3 separate regions of the Mus musculus genome follow, and regions 1 and 3 are each linked to region 2. Evidence: chromatin contacts called from public ChIA-PET and promoter capture Hi-C data. All regions are on one chromosome and are shown on one strand. Each heading gives the region's core, a stretch centred on a gene start, on an enhancer-like site or on the middle of the called end of the contact. The rest is flanking DNA. Distances are from core to core; before and after follow the strand shown.

What was found. Promoter capture Hi-C pulls out the DNA fragments that hold promoters and counts their contacts. ChIA-PET counts read pairs in DNA pulled down with a chosen protein or histone mark.
Region 1: a contact with region 2 is called in an RNA polymerase II ChIA-PET map of memory CD8 T cells, with 7 read pairs. The contact joins the promoter of Slc9a3r1 here to the promoter of Sap30bp in region 2. A contact is called at or near these places in 1 of 39 promoter capture datasets (pre-B cells), 1 of 115 datasets of contacts at active chromatin or transcription factors (memory CD8 T cells) and 1 of 9 other capture datasets (adipose tissue).
Region 3: a contact with region 2 is called in a promoter capture Hi-C map of pre-B cells, with 2.4 times the contacts expected there. The contact joins the promoter of Tmem104 here to the promoter of Sap30bp in region 2. A contact is called at or near these places in 2 of 39 promoter capture datasets (cranial neural crest and pre-B cells).

Annotation. Positions count from the first base shown.
Region 1 is chr11:115,161,165-115,165,543 of GRCm38.p6, reverse strand. It overlaps Slc9a3r1 (solute carrier family 9 (sodium/hydrogen exchanger), member 3 regulator 1), which reads right to left and starts at 2,203. Exons shown (of 6, transcript NM_012030.2): 1 at 1,593-2,203. The coding sequence starts at 2,018. It overlaps Rab37 (RAB37, member RAS oncogene family), which reads right to left. Exons shown (of 9, transcript NM_021411.4): 9 at 3,304-4,379.
Region 2 is chr11:115,931,901-115,936,412 of GRCm38.p6, reverse strand. It overlaps Sap30bp (SAP30 binding protein), which reads right to left and starts at 2,754. Exons shown (of 11, transcript NM_020483.3): 1 at 2,632-2,754; 2 at 938-1,047. The coding sequence starts at 2,737. It overlaps Recql5 (RecQ protein-like 5), which reads left to right and starts at 2,921. Exons shown (of 19, transcript NM_130454.2): 1 at 2,921-3,624. The coding sequence starts at 3,495.
Region 3 is chr11:115,184,785-115,189,367 of GRCm38.p6, reverse strand. Tmem104 (transmembrane protein 104) reads right to left here and starts at 1,881. Exons shown (of 10, transcript NM_001033393.2): 1 at 1,770-1,881; 2 at 1,046-1,158. The coding sequence starts at 1,090. It overlaps Nat9 (N-acetyltransferase 9 (GCN5-related, putative)), which reads left to right and starts at 1,969. Exons shown (of 7, transcript NM_025400.4): 1 at 1,969-2,249; 2 at 2,531-2,619; 3 at 4,252-4,361. The coding sequence starts at 2,543.

The sequences.
Region 1 (4,379 bases), core at 954-3,453, 770 kb after region 2:
CAGCCTCGCCACTGCCCTCCAGCACCCAACAGTACAACCAGAGAGTGCAACTTGGTGTGTATGTGGAGTGAGGGGAGGCTGCTGGCTATCTGTGCTGGTGCTAAAGTCCAAAGGAAAGAATGGGAGGCGGGGGCGGGAGCGGAGGGGGTGGTGGTGGAAGGGTGGGGATGGGGGTGGGGGATGAATGGTGAATCAATGGACAGGGCACAAAGTTCAAATTGGGTTTGTGCCTAAGAGCAGAGGTCACCTGTTCCAACTTGCTGCCAGGGGCTCTACTACTGCTTACCGATGCCAATTTGGCACTGGCAGGAAGTGGGAACTTGGTGGCCCTGGCATTCCCAGAGTCAAACTCTGGCAGAACCGGGCTTCTGGTGACCTCACTTCCACCAAACCAGTTGGTACTCTCAGGCTCCGCCTTCAACCTTACGGGGCTGAACAGTGCCCTTTCCCTGTGGAGGGAGGATCTTCCTGGCTCCATGGATACCGCTGATCTACATGTGGCGGCGGTATCGATCAGGAAGAGAGAGCCAGTGCGTACTGAAGGGACCCTGCTCCCAGGGTCTGAGCCCTGAACCTGGCCTCCTTCCCTCCTTGTTTTCTAAGGGACAGGGAGGCTCTCAGCACAACTCCTGTTTTGCCAACTGCCCCTCCAGCAGCTGATCCAAACTGGGGTTGTTTGGGGGAAATACCAACCACTGGCAAAACCCAACCAGCCGGCTTACAATCGCTGGACAGAGAAGAGGAGACACCAGGGCGGGACCACCTGCGAGGGTCGGCTCTGCAGGACGCTGCCTGGCCTGTTCCTGCTCCCTCCCCCACCCATCTTTCTCCTTTTCCTCCTCTTCTAAGGTCCTCCCACCAGGCTCCCAGATACCAGCTAGCGAGCGCTTACTCCTCACATTCCAGAGGACCATAAATCCTCCGGGGTGGCAGAGCCACCACCCCCAAGACGCTTCTGCACCTCCTCCCGGCACCCCACCCCCACCCCTAGCTCCGAGACGTTGAGACTTCCTCTCTTTCTTAGAAGTCACTTTAGTCTTGAGAAGGATGAAGTCCAACCGGTGTGAGTTAATGATGCACAAACTAGAGGACCCAGGATGTGGGTAGGGCTGAAGGGGTCCTCCCAGGGACCCTTAGTTATTCAGCCTTTAAGCCACTTTGAGCTACCATCCACAGGGACTGAAGAGAAGAGAGTAGAAAGAGGGAGGGAGGGAGGGAGATGCGGGGGGTGGTGGGGAGAGCTCTTAGCTTAGCTGTAGGCAAGGATAACCCAGGAATGAGTCCGGGTTGTGGGGCGGAATCCAAGGAATGGGAGCAGAGAAGGGGACTGGGTTTCTTTGCGCCGTCTTCGCAAAGTTCAAGCAGTCAGGAGATGCAGGCGGCAAAGGAGCTCCGCTCCCCAGCCAGCCCGGACAGGGCGGTGGGGTCGCTGGTCGCACTCCGAAGCTCGCCTTAGAAACTGCGAAGGCTCCGGGACAGAGGGCAGAAGCCGTTTCCTCCTCGCTGCTCGAGTTTCAGAAAGTGCTTGGAAGTCCGGGGTGCCCGAGTCTCTCTAGAATCCTAGTCCTACACCAAGCCCAACCCGCACTTACCAAGTGGCTCTTTTCGGCCTCATTCTGGTCCCCAGCCTCATGAGTGTCGGCGGCCGCTGGAGGCTCGGCTTGTTCGGACTTCTCCTGGGGGCGCAGCAGCTCTTCCCGGATCGAGACGCCCAGCTTCTTGAGACGCTCGTCGGTCTCCGGGTCGACCACCAGCAGGCGCACGGCGTTCAGCGCTGCGCGGATGCGGCTCACCACCTGCTGATGCGTCTCCTTCTCCACATTCTCACCGTTCACCTCCACCAATCGGTCTCCAGCCAACAACCCCGACTTCTCGGCCGGCGAGCCAGGTTCTACCAGACGGATAAACTGGCCCACCTTGCCCTTCTCCCCGTGCAGGTGGAAGCCGTAGCCATTTGGACCCTTCTCCAGGCAGCAGAGCCGGGGCAGAGGCTCCCCGGCCGCTGCGTCCGCGCTCATCTTGTTCTGCGAAGGCTCAGCGCGGGTGCCGTCGGAGGCCGGGGACTCACGACCTTTCTCCCCGAGCCGCAGAGCTCGAGTTGGGAGCTGAGCACCGCACGGGGCACAGGGAACAGGTGTCCCGGGAACCGCGGTTGCGAACGCACAGGAAGGGAGCCGGCCAATCCCCGCCCTGCGCGGCGTCTGAGCGTTCCAGAACCCGCCCCAGCTCCTAAACCCGAGGGCGGGGCCGCGCGGTGGGTGTGGATCACAGTAGACCAATCAGAAATCACGAACCGGGCTCTTGCGCCAGGGTGAACAAATCTAACCAATCAGGAGAGTGGGGCGTGGCCTGCACTCGGCGCGGCACCCCGCAGCGGGAGAAGAAAAGAGAGCCCAGGAAGTGGAAGTGTTTGTTACCAAGTGCGGAGTTGGGCTGATCGGGCGGGGCCGAGGCCGGGGCTGGGGCGGGGTTCCAGGTACTGAGCCCAGAGGCCCCACGGGCTCCGCTCTGGTTTCCACGTTGTGGAGGGGGATTTAGAAGAGCTAGTCTCTGGGTAAAGGATTCTCAACGCTTTAACCGCCTTGAGCCAAAGCCTGTTGCATAGCTTGGCCCGAGAGAGGGGAGCGACAGTTGCTGGGGAAACCACCCCATGCTCCCCCACACTCACTCCTCCCCCTCCCCAGAGCCAACTTAAGAACCGGACGGATGTCTTCTGTAACACAGTAACACTGTAACAGGGTAACTGTAACAGAATAACTCCGGAGTAGAGTTGTTTAAATAACAAAGTTTCTTCTTGTGGAGCCGCCCCTCTATCCCTGGACATGCATATAGACAGAGGTTTGGGCTCTGATCCCTTCTAGAAACTTGTAGGGCTTGGTAGAGACTGAGGCTCCTTGCAGCCCACCTGGAAGACAGGCTGTCTGAGAACAGATAAATGAATAATAAATAAAGGGCTTAGTTTTGGCAGTAGCCTTTAGCCACGGAGAGAGGGCGGGTGAGACAGCTAGGTAGTCAATCTCAGGATTCACTTCAGAGGGAATGGAAGACTGGCTTTGTTCAACAGAAAAATGACTTGGATTGTGAGATAAGCATTCCAGCTCCCTCTTGCCAGCGCAGATGTGGCCACAGAGGCTGGGGGTGGGGGAGGGTAGTCAGTTAAGGGTAAGTTGAACCTATGAGGACGCCAATGGGTGAAGATGGAATGATTCGGACATTGGGTAACAGTTTCCCACAACGTGCCACGTAACAAACTCTCTAACACGATCCTCCTTCTGGGAATAAACAGAGGGGGAAAAACCGGTCAGAGTATATTTTCCAAAATACTGCAATTTAATTCTGGAAAAACAGAAATGCCAGAGGCCCAGAGCTATGTATGTGACTAGAGCTCCAGCAATCAGCTCAGAGCCCCAGAAGAGAACCCGGAGCCCAGGCTCCTCCCTGATCTTCCTATGAGAGGTCACAGAGAGTTTCCTTATCAACCCAAGTTTAGAGTGCTGACTTTGCTCTGGGAGCAAGATTTCTGCCTTGAAAGCAAATATAGTAACCTCAGATATGTGTAATGCATACTTTCTTGGAGCCTCACTCGCTGCCCAACCTATATAGATGTAGTAAAGCTTCCTTTGGTCATGGATCTGCACACCTCCGAGTGTCCTTCCTTCTAAGGGTCAGATCAGAGCTTTGGGAGACACATGGCCTTGGGCCTACAGGGCTTGTTGCCCCTCTCCGTACCCCAGACTTGCTCATACTTCCTTGTTTTGTGCACATAGCATCAGCCCGCCCCCAAATCGACAACTTCCCACCCTCTCAACCCGATTTAGCGGAAGAGGAAAAGATAAAACCATTTTGCCCTAGTATTGGTCTGAAGTTAAAGAGAGAGAGGGAGAGAGAGAGAGAGCGAGCAAGCTGGGGCTTAGTGGGAAAAACTGGCCTATGGCTTTGTTCAGTTCTGCCTCCCACCCATTCCAGGAGCCAACAAGTTCTTTATCTGGCTCTGACCTCTGCCTTAAATATCCGTGGTGCTGTACACCTTGTCTCGGGATTGGGAGGGAGGGGAAGTTTTTTCCAGACTCTGACCTCTGGTTGTCTAGGAACCCAGGTGGAAAGTTGACAAGAGAGGTTCCATGGGAGAGCGGGGCATCCCCTGGGATGTGAGGTCCAGAGATCAGGAAGGAGTGTTTTCAGGTGCCCCACTGCTCGTGTGTGCTGAAGAAAAAGCCCGTGCACGCTTCCAGAAGGAGGGTTGGGAAAGCCAGAGGTAGCCAAGCAGACTCAGTACCTAGTAATTGCTATTCCTCTTAGGACAATCTCCATGTTTATCTTGCCCAAGGCTTTGGGCTAGCTCCCTGCATGAGGGCCCTTATTATCTTTCTGGGAGCTGG
Region 2 (4,512 bases), core at 1,505-4,004:
AGCTCGCTGTGAGTGTTTCAGTGAATGCTGCTTTTACTATGCCAGATTCAAGATCCAAATTCAGTTTTAGATGCCTTTTTGTGCTAAACAACAGCCTGGATTTCCTTGCCTCTTTCCCTTCCAGACTTTAAAGTCCCAAGTAATACTGCTCAGGTCGCTGTCCGCCATGAACTGCTCCTCCTCTTAACAAGGACACAGTCCTCCTGTCTGTTACCCGCACCTACTTAACTCCAAGGAAGTTCTGGAAGAACCAGGGGACGCTGACAAAAACACCAAGTGGAACATAACCAAAGAATCAAAGTGTGGATGACAGCAGCAAACTTCCCTTCCTTACCTTGTTACAAAGTGAAGCACTTGAATAAACCCCAACCGAGATTAATACAAAGTTGATTACAGATATGTAAGTGACACACTAGTTAGGGCAAACACATTTATAAAGTGGGAAGATTAGCTAAACTCACAAAGCAACATAAAATACCCACTGACACTAAGGTTATGAAAAGTAACCAAGCTAGGCCTAGTGCAACATGGTTATAACCCCAGCTCTCAATAAGCTGACCTAGAGGATCTGGAGCTCAGGGGTAAAAGGTTTGCCATCAGTTTGGGCTTCATAAGACCCCATCTCAAAAATGCAAAACAAAAGACCTCCTTCCAAAAGCTCAATTCAAAAGCTAATACAATGTGGTCCAGGTGAAAAAAAAAAAAAAAAAAACGACTTAACTTTCAAAAAGAGCTAATACCACCCAACCAATTCAACTTTTTTCTTCTTTCTGTGGTGCTGGGGATCAAGTCCTTGACATGCTTAGGCAAAGCCCTCTCCCATGAGCTACATCCTCAACGGGTACCAACTGATTCCAAACCAAAAGGGAAAAGGGACAGAGTTGACCATGGAATGGAAGAGTGTTTCAAGAGCTCTGGGTCTGGAAGATTTACCCACCGACTGCTTACTGTTCTCGTCCTCCTCTTCTTCATAACCATCCTCATCACCCCCTGGGCGAGAGAAGTCATCTTCTCCATAGGCGTCAGATACCAAACCACCTTTCTCCTCTGAAAGAGGAGAGAGAGGGGAGAGGGGGAGAGAGAGGGAGAAGGAGAGAGAGGGGGAGAGGGGAGAAATGTAAAAATGTTTCTGAAAATTGAATGGCCAAGATTATTTCTGAAGATAAAAAGGGAACCTAAGTCTCAAGTAAGTGGCTATAGGCCCAGATTGAATTTGTACTTAGGAAGAACAATTTAATACCAGGGGTTGGGGTTGGGAATTTAGCTCAGTGGTAGAGCTCTGGGTTCTGTCCTCAGCCTGGAGGTTGGGGGGGAGGAAGAAAAAAAAAGGAAAGAAAGAAAAAGAAAAGACCAGGGGTTGTGCCAGGAATGGCGGTGCACACCTTTGAACCGAGCACTTGGGAGGCAGAGGCAGGAGGATCTCTGAGTTCTAGATCAGCCTGAGTTCCAGGACAGTCAGGACTAGAGGGAGATCCTGTCTCAAAACAAACAAAAACAGGGGTATTGGAAGATGACTCTTATACGAGTGCATAATGTACAGGGTTTGGTGTCCCATGCTTTTAATTCAAGCTCTCTGGAGACAGGGCCAGGCAGATCTCTGTAAGTTTGACAGTTCAGTTTCCAGTACCCACATCAGGCAGCTCACAAATGCCAGTTTCAGAAGAGCTGATGCCTCTCTCTGTCCACCATGGGCAGAACTCACATGCAAGGCCCACTCCATATGTACAGATGTATATGAAAAGAAAATCAAGCATTAAATTCATGTTCTAATATTTTCAGGACAGGCTGGGGAAGTAACAAAGTAGTGGGATGCTTTCCTAAGAGTGTAAGGCCCTGGGTTTGGTTCCCAGCAGTTCCAAAGGTTGGGGAACTATTACATGCTGTTGGCCTATTAGGGCAGTTAAAGTCTTCTCCTCTTTGAACCAGCCCAACAGGTCGTTTAAACTCCTGTTTTGACATACCACACACATCTCTATCTTGTTTCATGTGCAACCTCAAAAACGCCTTCTATGCACAAGACTGTCTTCCTCATTGTTTTGCCCCTACTTTGCAGATAAGAAGACCCAAAGCTCTGGTATATCAGGTAATTTGCTTCCTTCAAGAAATCTGTTCCCTCTATGCTTCGCAGTCTGAGGGCAACCGATAGGCTTTTAAAACTCACCAAACAACAGAATCACCCTACCGCCTTAAAAGGCTTGTCTAGCATATTCTATGAAAAAGCCCAGAATTATGCACTTAGGAGAGATGCATTTTTAAAAACTCTAGGGCAGACTTAGAAACGATTCCTTAAAAGTTACCAACTTAACGAAACACAAGTTTTACTATCCTCCAGGTACATTTCACTCCTCTCTTCCCCATCAAACAACGAGACAGTGATGTCTCGACAGATGCGTACCCCCCTTGGTCCACCCTCTGGCCAGCATGACGCCTTGCGTAGAGGATCGCAGAAAGAGAGATCACTCGTACTGTAGTAGAGGTTCTAATGCTCTGTCTGACCTAGGACATCCACTGCGCTTTGGGGTTCCAAGACCCGATACCTGGAGCACAAAGAGCATCTTCTCCCCATGCCCCGCTAGAGAGGTAGCATTTGGTAACCATAACAGACCCTCCCCTTTCCAGCTCAAGTCTCACCAGTCGCTCCGCCTACAGCGTCGACTCCAGTTTCGCCATCAGATTCAGGGTCTGAATATTCCGCATAAATTGCAAGAGACGACAAAACATTTTTCTTCCCCGCCATCTTACTCCCACAGCGCGGTGTGGCTCAGGCCTATGACTCATAAGCCAATTTAGGGGCGAGAAAACCAACTTCTTCCGGATCCCAGGAGACTCCGCGCCCGAATGACAACCAATCAAAAGGGCTGTGTCTGGGCATGGCTCCGCCCCCATGCTCAGCTCTTGGAAACGTCATCAGCACGGGACGGAAGTAAGGTCTTGCGGCTTCTACTTCGCTGACTTCTCGGGCGGTTTGGCTTCTGAGTTCGAGTTAGGGAGTAGTGTTCTTTGGAAAGCTGCAGAGCCAACCGAAAAGAGCCTGGGGTCTGACATCTTGGAGAGCATTTGTCTGGCAAAGGGCGAGAGCTGTTGACTTGGGGGCTCAGAGGAGGAACGGGGGGTCGGCGTCCTTGATGAATGGTATCTATGGCTTCGCTTCTAGAACAAGGACCCTAGAAAAAGGATTCCAAGTTCTCTGGTCGACTTTGAAGACGTTTGTGGGCTTTGTTGTGGTCCGATTTGTAGCTCTGTCCACCTGACCTGGAAAGTTCATTGTTTTTATTTTTATTAAAGGGAGAAGTAATGTTAATCCCTCAGGAATGTATTGCGTGAAGCAATTCAGCCTTCACTTTTACTGCTGGGGAATGAGATATTTAAGTGTAACATAGCAGCTTACTCGGCAGGAGAAACATAGGCTATATTTTAACGTGGAGCAGAGGGTTTTTTCGGGATTGCCTTTGCCCACCTTTGCGTTAACCTTTTGGCTGCTGCTTTTTGCAAAGATGAGCGCCCGTCCTTTCTCCACTCCCTTCGACCGGGAGCGGCGAGTCCGGAGCACCCTGAAGAAAGTCTTTGGGTTTGATTCTTTTAAAACACCTTTACAAGAGAGTGCGACCATGGCTGTAGTGAAAGGTAACATACCAAGCTACCTGTTTTGCAGACTGCTGGCGGTACCGTAGTAGCTCTGTGGCACAACACCCTCTTAACTTCCTACCTCCTCACCCTTTGGAAATCTTTGAAAACCACTGGTTTGGAATTCTTTCGTGACCAAAGCTAGTGGGTATTTGCTGGGAATCTATTTGTTTATTGATGGTCTATGTAGCCCTGGCCGGCCTGGAATTCTCTATATACATCAAGTTGGCCTCAAATTTGAGCCGGTCCTTCTGCCTCTGGATTATTAAGTACTGGTATTACAGGTGTGGGCTATCATAACCTACAAATTTTGGACAGAACCACTCACACTTCTGGTTTTTTCATAGCCAGACTGACAGTCTGTCTTTGACTTCTGTTCCTAGATTCCCATTCTTGTCCCTGTGCAAGTAGTAGCAAAAGTGGCAGTAGTGCTTAATCTTGTCAGTGACCTAGGTAATCATTTCCTTGAAGAGCGAGTAGCTTGAGTTCCAGGTAGAAAAGGAGAGACTAATAACACTGTAAGCTGGAGATAGCTTGTCCAGATGGGAGCAGCAGTGCCACCAACAGACTTATTAACAGAGGACTGAATGATTAGCCTTGCATATCTACCCCGGTGTAACCAGTACTCTGCTTCCCTGGATGTGTCTAATCCAAATAGTCATATCCTAGTGGCTCAAGACTACTCAAGCCTTGTTTTGATTTGTTTTTTTAAAAACAGGTTCTCACCATGCAGCTTTGGCTTCTTAGATAGCTCAGAACTAGCTATGTAGACCAGGCTGGCCTCAAATTTCCAGAGATCTGTCTTCCTCTACCTATACCCCCCCCCCCAATACTTTCTTACTTTTTGGTTTTTTTGAAATGCAGTTTCTCTCTGTAGCCTTGGCTGTG
Region 3 (4,583 bases), core at 632-3,131, 750 kb after region 2:
TGCAGCGGTGAAGTGTGCATGCGTGTGTGTGTGTCTGTGTGTGTGTCTGTGTGTGTCTGTGTGTGCTCTGTGGCTGCCTATGAACAGCAGGGCACTGCTGAGACTAGAAAAATCCTAAAAAGGCGGCTTGTGGAGAAGAGCCGCTTTTCCTGGTGACAGCAGGTACCAATGTGAGTCAACCCAGGTAACTCACGATTACCTCCAACGACTTACCCAGTGAAGGCCCCGTGATGCAATAACCACATAACCACAACCAACTGGATACAGCACCGAGAGAAGATAAACTGAGTGTGTGTGGGGGGAGTGCAGGGGCCACGGAGCCGAGACAGAGGGGAATCAATCGCTCTAATTGTCATAATTGCATGCTCTACCAAACTGCAATTGGGAGACTCTGCAGTTCACCACCTCTTTCAACATCCAAGACCACAAGAGTTGTGCAATTTAGAATTTAGCGAAGGAAGAAAGAGGCTGCTGACTACTGAGAGGAACACAACTCCATGGCGACAGCTGTTGGTGACTGCCCAGCTGACTGGCAGAACTGTGTGTCATCTGTGGGAGTCCTGAGATAGATATTATGGGAGACTAGCAAGTTAACTACTATTTGGCTTGATGCTCTCTGATAGGTGTCTAAAAGGAGAACTGGCCTGGAGAAACAGCTCAGCAGTTAAGAGTACCTGCTGCTCCTGCAGAGGACCCGAGTTCACTTCCAGCACTTACACTGAGCAGCATCCAACCATCGACAACTAACTCCAGGGCATCTGGTGCCCTCTTTTGGATTTGACAGGCATGCACATATCCATACGTAGACACATCATTTAAAATAAAAGCTTTAAAAAATTATAAACAAATGAGGAACGAGCCTGATATATAGAGTCTAGCTAAGACAGCTGAACCTGACTGGAGCTATGTGGAGTTTCCGTTGTGTTTTTCACCAGGGTCTATTTAAACCAGGGCCATAATTAGTATAGTCCACAGATAGCAGTGGGCTTCTCTAGAAACCAGGAGCATGGTGGTGAGCAGAACACATTTATGGAGAAGAACTCACATAAGGAGAATAGAGCTCTCCGGTCTCTGTGATCTCGCCTGCCATCTCCAGAGAGTGAGGAAGGGCTGGCCCAAGAGGTTACTTCTATGCAGTGGCAGCAGCAGCCGCAGCTCCTAAGACAAAAGAGTAGACTTTAGTTCTCTAACTGCAGAGATGAGACTGGGGGTGGGGGGTTTGCAGTCTGCCGCTTTCACCTGTAGCCCTTTTAACTCAGACACTTTGGTCTCCCTATCTGCCATGAGACAGCCTTGGTGGGACGCGGCTTCCTGGACCATGTCTTCTAACTTGATTTGCTATGCAAGGCACTTCTCGGTGCCTGGATGCTGCTCACACTCCAAGTGACTGAAGGGGCTTTCCGGGCCTCTAAGCCTCACTAACCATCACAGCCCCCTTTACCCTAAAGTGCTTACGTCCGTTTCATTATCTATGAGCTCACTACTACACAGGACAGCCCACACAGCTGTCTGCTTCTCCGCCCACAGCGGGAGTCAGCTTTTCCAAGGTCGCCCCTCCATCCTAACTCCTTGTCCCAAAGCCTCTTCTTTTAAATGGGGCCTCGCGCACCGACACCTGCCTTTTGCTTTGCCTTAGGGTTTCCCACCCTTAAGCCTCCCCTCTCTTCTCCAGAGCCGGTCCCTCAGTCTCCCCTTCCCCTCCCTTCCAGGTGAAACTCTAAAATTCACATCCATCTTCACCCTGTCCTGCCCTCCTGCCCGTCCCAGACCTGCAGCACAGCTAGCTTCCAGGCACAGTGGCCACCGCCTCCAGCTCTGCAGCTGCCACCCGGCACCAGCGGCCCCGCACCAGCGCCCGCTACGCGCACGCGCACGCTTCCCAGTCCCCCGTCCAAGCGAGCGCGTGGGGAGGGGCGCAGTGCGTTGATTGGATGCCTCGCGGGGGCGGGGCCGGGATTGGGCTTTGCGGCTGCCGTCTGCCTGGCGGAAGCGGACAGCAAGCCCCTCTACGCGCATGCGGAAAGCCTGTTTCTCCGGGACAGACGCTGACGCCTGTCGTTGGGGACGCCTTCCTCGGCAGGGGGTGGTTGTGAGCTTTGCAGTTTGCAAACTACAGCGCTTAGACGGCCGAGGAACCACGCAAAGGGCTGAGGCCTGAGAACTTTGAGTGGGGCTTGGGGACAGGAAAACGGAAGGGCCAGAGCCGAGTGACGTGGACTCTGGACGCTGGAGGCTAGGGTTGGAAACAGGTTAAAAAAAGGATTAACAGGTCATTTGGGGGTGGACGGGCATGTTGTGTAGGAATGGGCTGGAAACCGAGCCAGAACTTGGCCCCTGGGTGAGAGCCCAGATGTATTGACCACTTCGGCTCTTTCTCTTACAAGAGTTTTAGAATCCCCGTTCTTTCACGTAGTTGTGAGGGGAAGGCAGGACGCTCTTCTGTCAACATAGCTCCACTGCTACAGAAAGAGTTCCACCCTGCGTGGGAAGACACTATGGGGGCTCTGAAGTCTTTAACTCTCCCCACTAGTAGGCAGCTACAATGAAGCTGAATCAGAACACCATGCTAGTGGGCAAGAAGGTGGTCCTGGTACCCTACACCTCCGAGCATGTGCCCAGGTAACTAACTCATTACCCGACTGGTTGTAGCGTGGAGGGCAATTGGAAACAGGGTGCCTTAATCTAGGAGCCTGTCTTGTTTAACAAACGTCACTTGTGTGGTGCTGTACACCTTTGATTCTGGCCCAACACTTGGGAGACAGAGGCAGGTCCATCTCTTCCGTGAGATTGAGGCTAGCCTGGGCAATATAATAAGTTCCAGGCCAGCTAGGGATACTTAATGAGACTGTGACTCAAAGTGGGGGGTTGGGGGTGGGAATTACATGCAGGAGGAATAAAGCTGAAGTGGAGGGCTCATTTTTCATTTATTTTCCTTGTCATCCATCTCTCTGCTTTCTTTTTGGCTTTTCAATGAGGGATTACATCATCTAGATGTGTGTGTAACAAAAAAACAAAGCCATGTCTTCTTCCCTCGTTCTAAATTACTTATGGCGTTCCCTGGTATCCTCTGGAGACTTAACGTGTGCTTGTCCCAGATGTTGAATTCATTATTTTGATGCCTACTGTTTAAAGGCCAGAAGTGAGATTCAGGGACTCTTTGTGAGGTTAGTTGGCAAACATCTGACAGATTGAGAAGCTGGCTCTGTAGGGGACAATAGTTTTGCATTGGGGAGATCTGTCACCCTGCCTTGTAGAGGTCTCCTCAGCCCTCTTTGCTGGGCTGGACTGGCATACCCTTACCCTCAGGAACTGGGGGAGTGTTTGGTTTTATATTACCTGGGTGGGAAGCTGGGCCCCTAGAGCTACCCTCTCTGCTGCTGCCTGAGAAAAGAACCTACCTTTCCTGCCTACCCATACCCACTTCACCTCAGAAAGCACAAACTCAGACTTTTTGTGGTTTTTCTTTTTCTTTTTTTGAGTGGGGTATTTTTTTAATCGATTATATATTAACTGAATACCTACAATGTTTTTGTTTTTATCCCCCCCCCCCCCCCCGAGATAGGGTTTCTCTGTTTCTCTGTGTAGCCCTGGCTGTCCTGGAACTCACTTTGTAGACCATGCTGGCCTCGAACTCAGAAATCCACCTGTCTCTGCCTCCCAAGTGCTGGGATCAAAGGCGTGCGCCACCACTGCCCAGCTACAATGTGTTTAGACATAGAGTGAAAATGACTAACGTCCTTACTTCCACAGCACTTATCCTGTGTGGGCAAAACCAGAAAAGAGCGGATGTCACATCCGTATTTTATTTTATTTTTAAATTTATGTATATTTATTTAGAGACAGGGACTCACTGGGTAGTCCTGGCTGGCCTAGAACTATGTAGGCTATAGAAAGAGACCTACCTGCCTTTGCCTCCCTGGTGCTGGGACTAAAGCATGCGCCACCACACCCAGTGTCAGATTCTTGTTTGTTTGTACCTTATACTTCATTGCTGCTTGGATATTGTAGTGTTGAGAGCCTGGCATAGAATACTCCCAAACAGAGCTTAAACACTTCCTCCTCTTCCTGTTCATTTGCTTTGAAGAAAGGGTCTCCTAGAACGCAGGGTAGCTTTGAACGGGCTGCTCCTCCTGGCTCCACCCCCCTGGGTGCTGAGCCTCCAGGCCTGTCCCTCCACACCCAGGAAGCCCAGTGCTGTTGAGTCAGTATCTCTCATCTAAGGCAGGCCTTTGCCCCTCCCCACCCCTGCAGATACCACGAGTGGATGAAGTCAGAAGAACTGCGGCATCTGACAGCCTCAGAGCAGCTGACCCTACAGCAGGAGTATGAGATGCAGTGTAGCTGGTGTGAAGATGAAGACAGTGAGGAGGCCCCCACCCCCACCCCAGGCAGCCTCCACCCTCCCTTTCTCTCACTCCTCAGCTGCTGCCCCTCCGGGGGCGTCACTAAGCTACGATGGTGACAAGTTTGGAGGTTGCTCATACTTGAACCGCTTAAAGTGAAGTGATCCCTGCGGCTGACTCCTTTTTCCTGGGCTTGGAGGGATGTAGAGAAAATAAAGCAGTTTGATTTCTAGCTGTTTG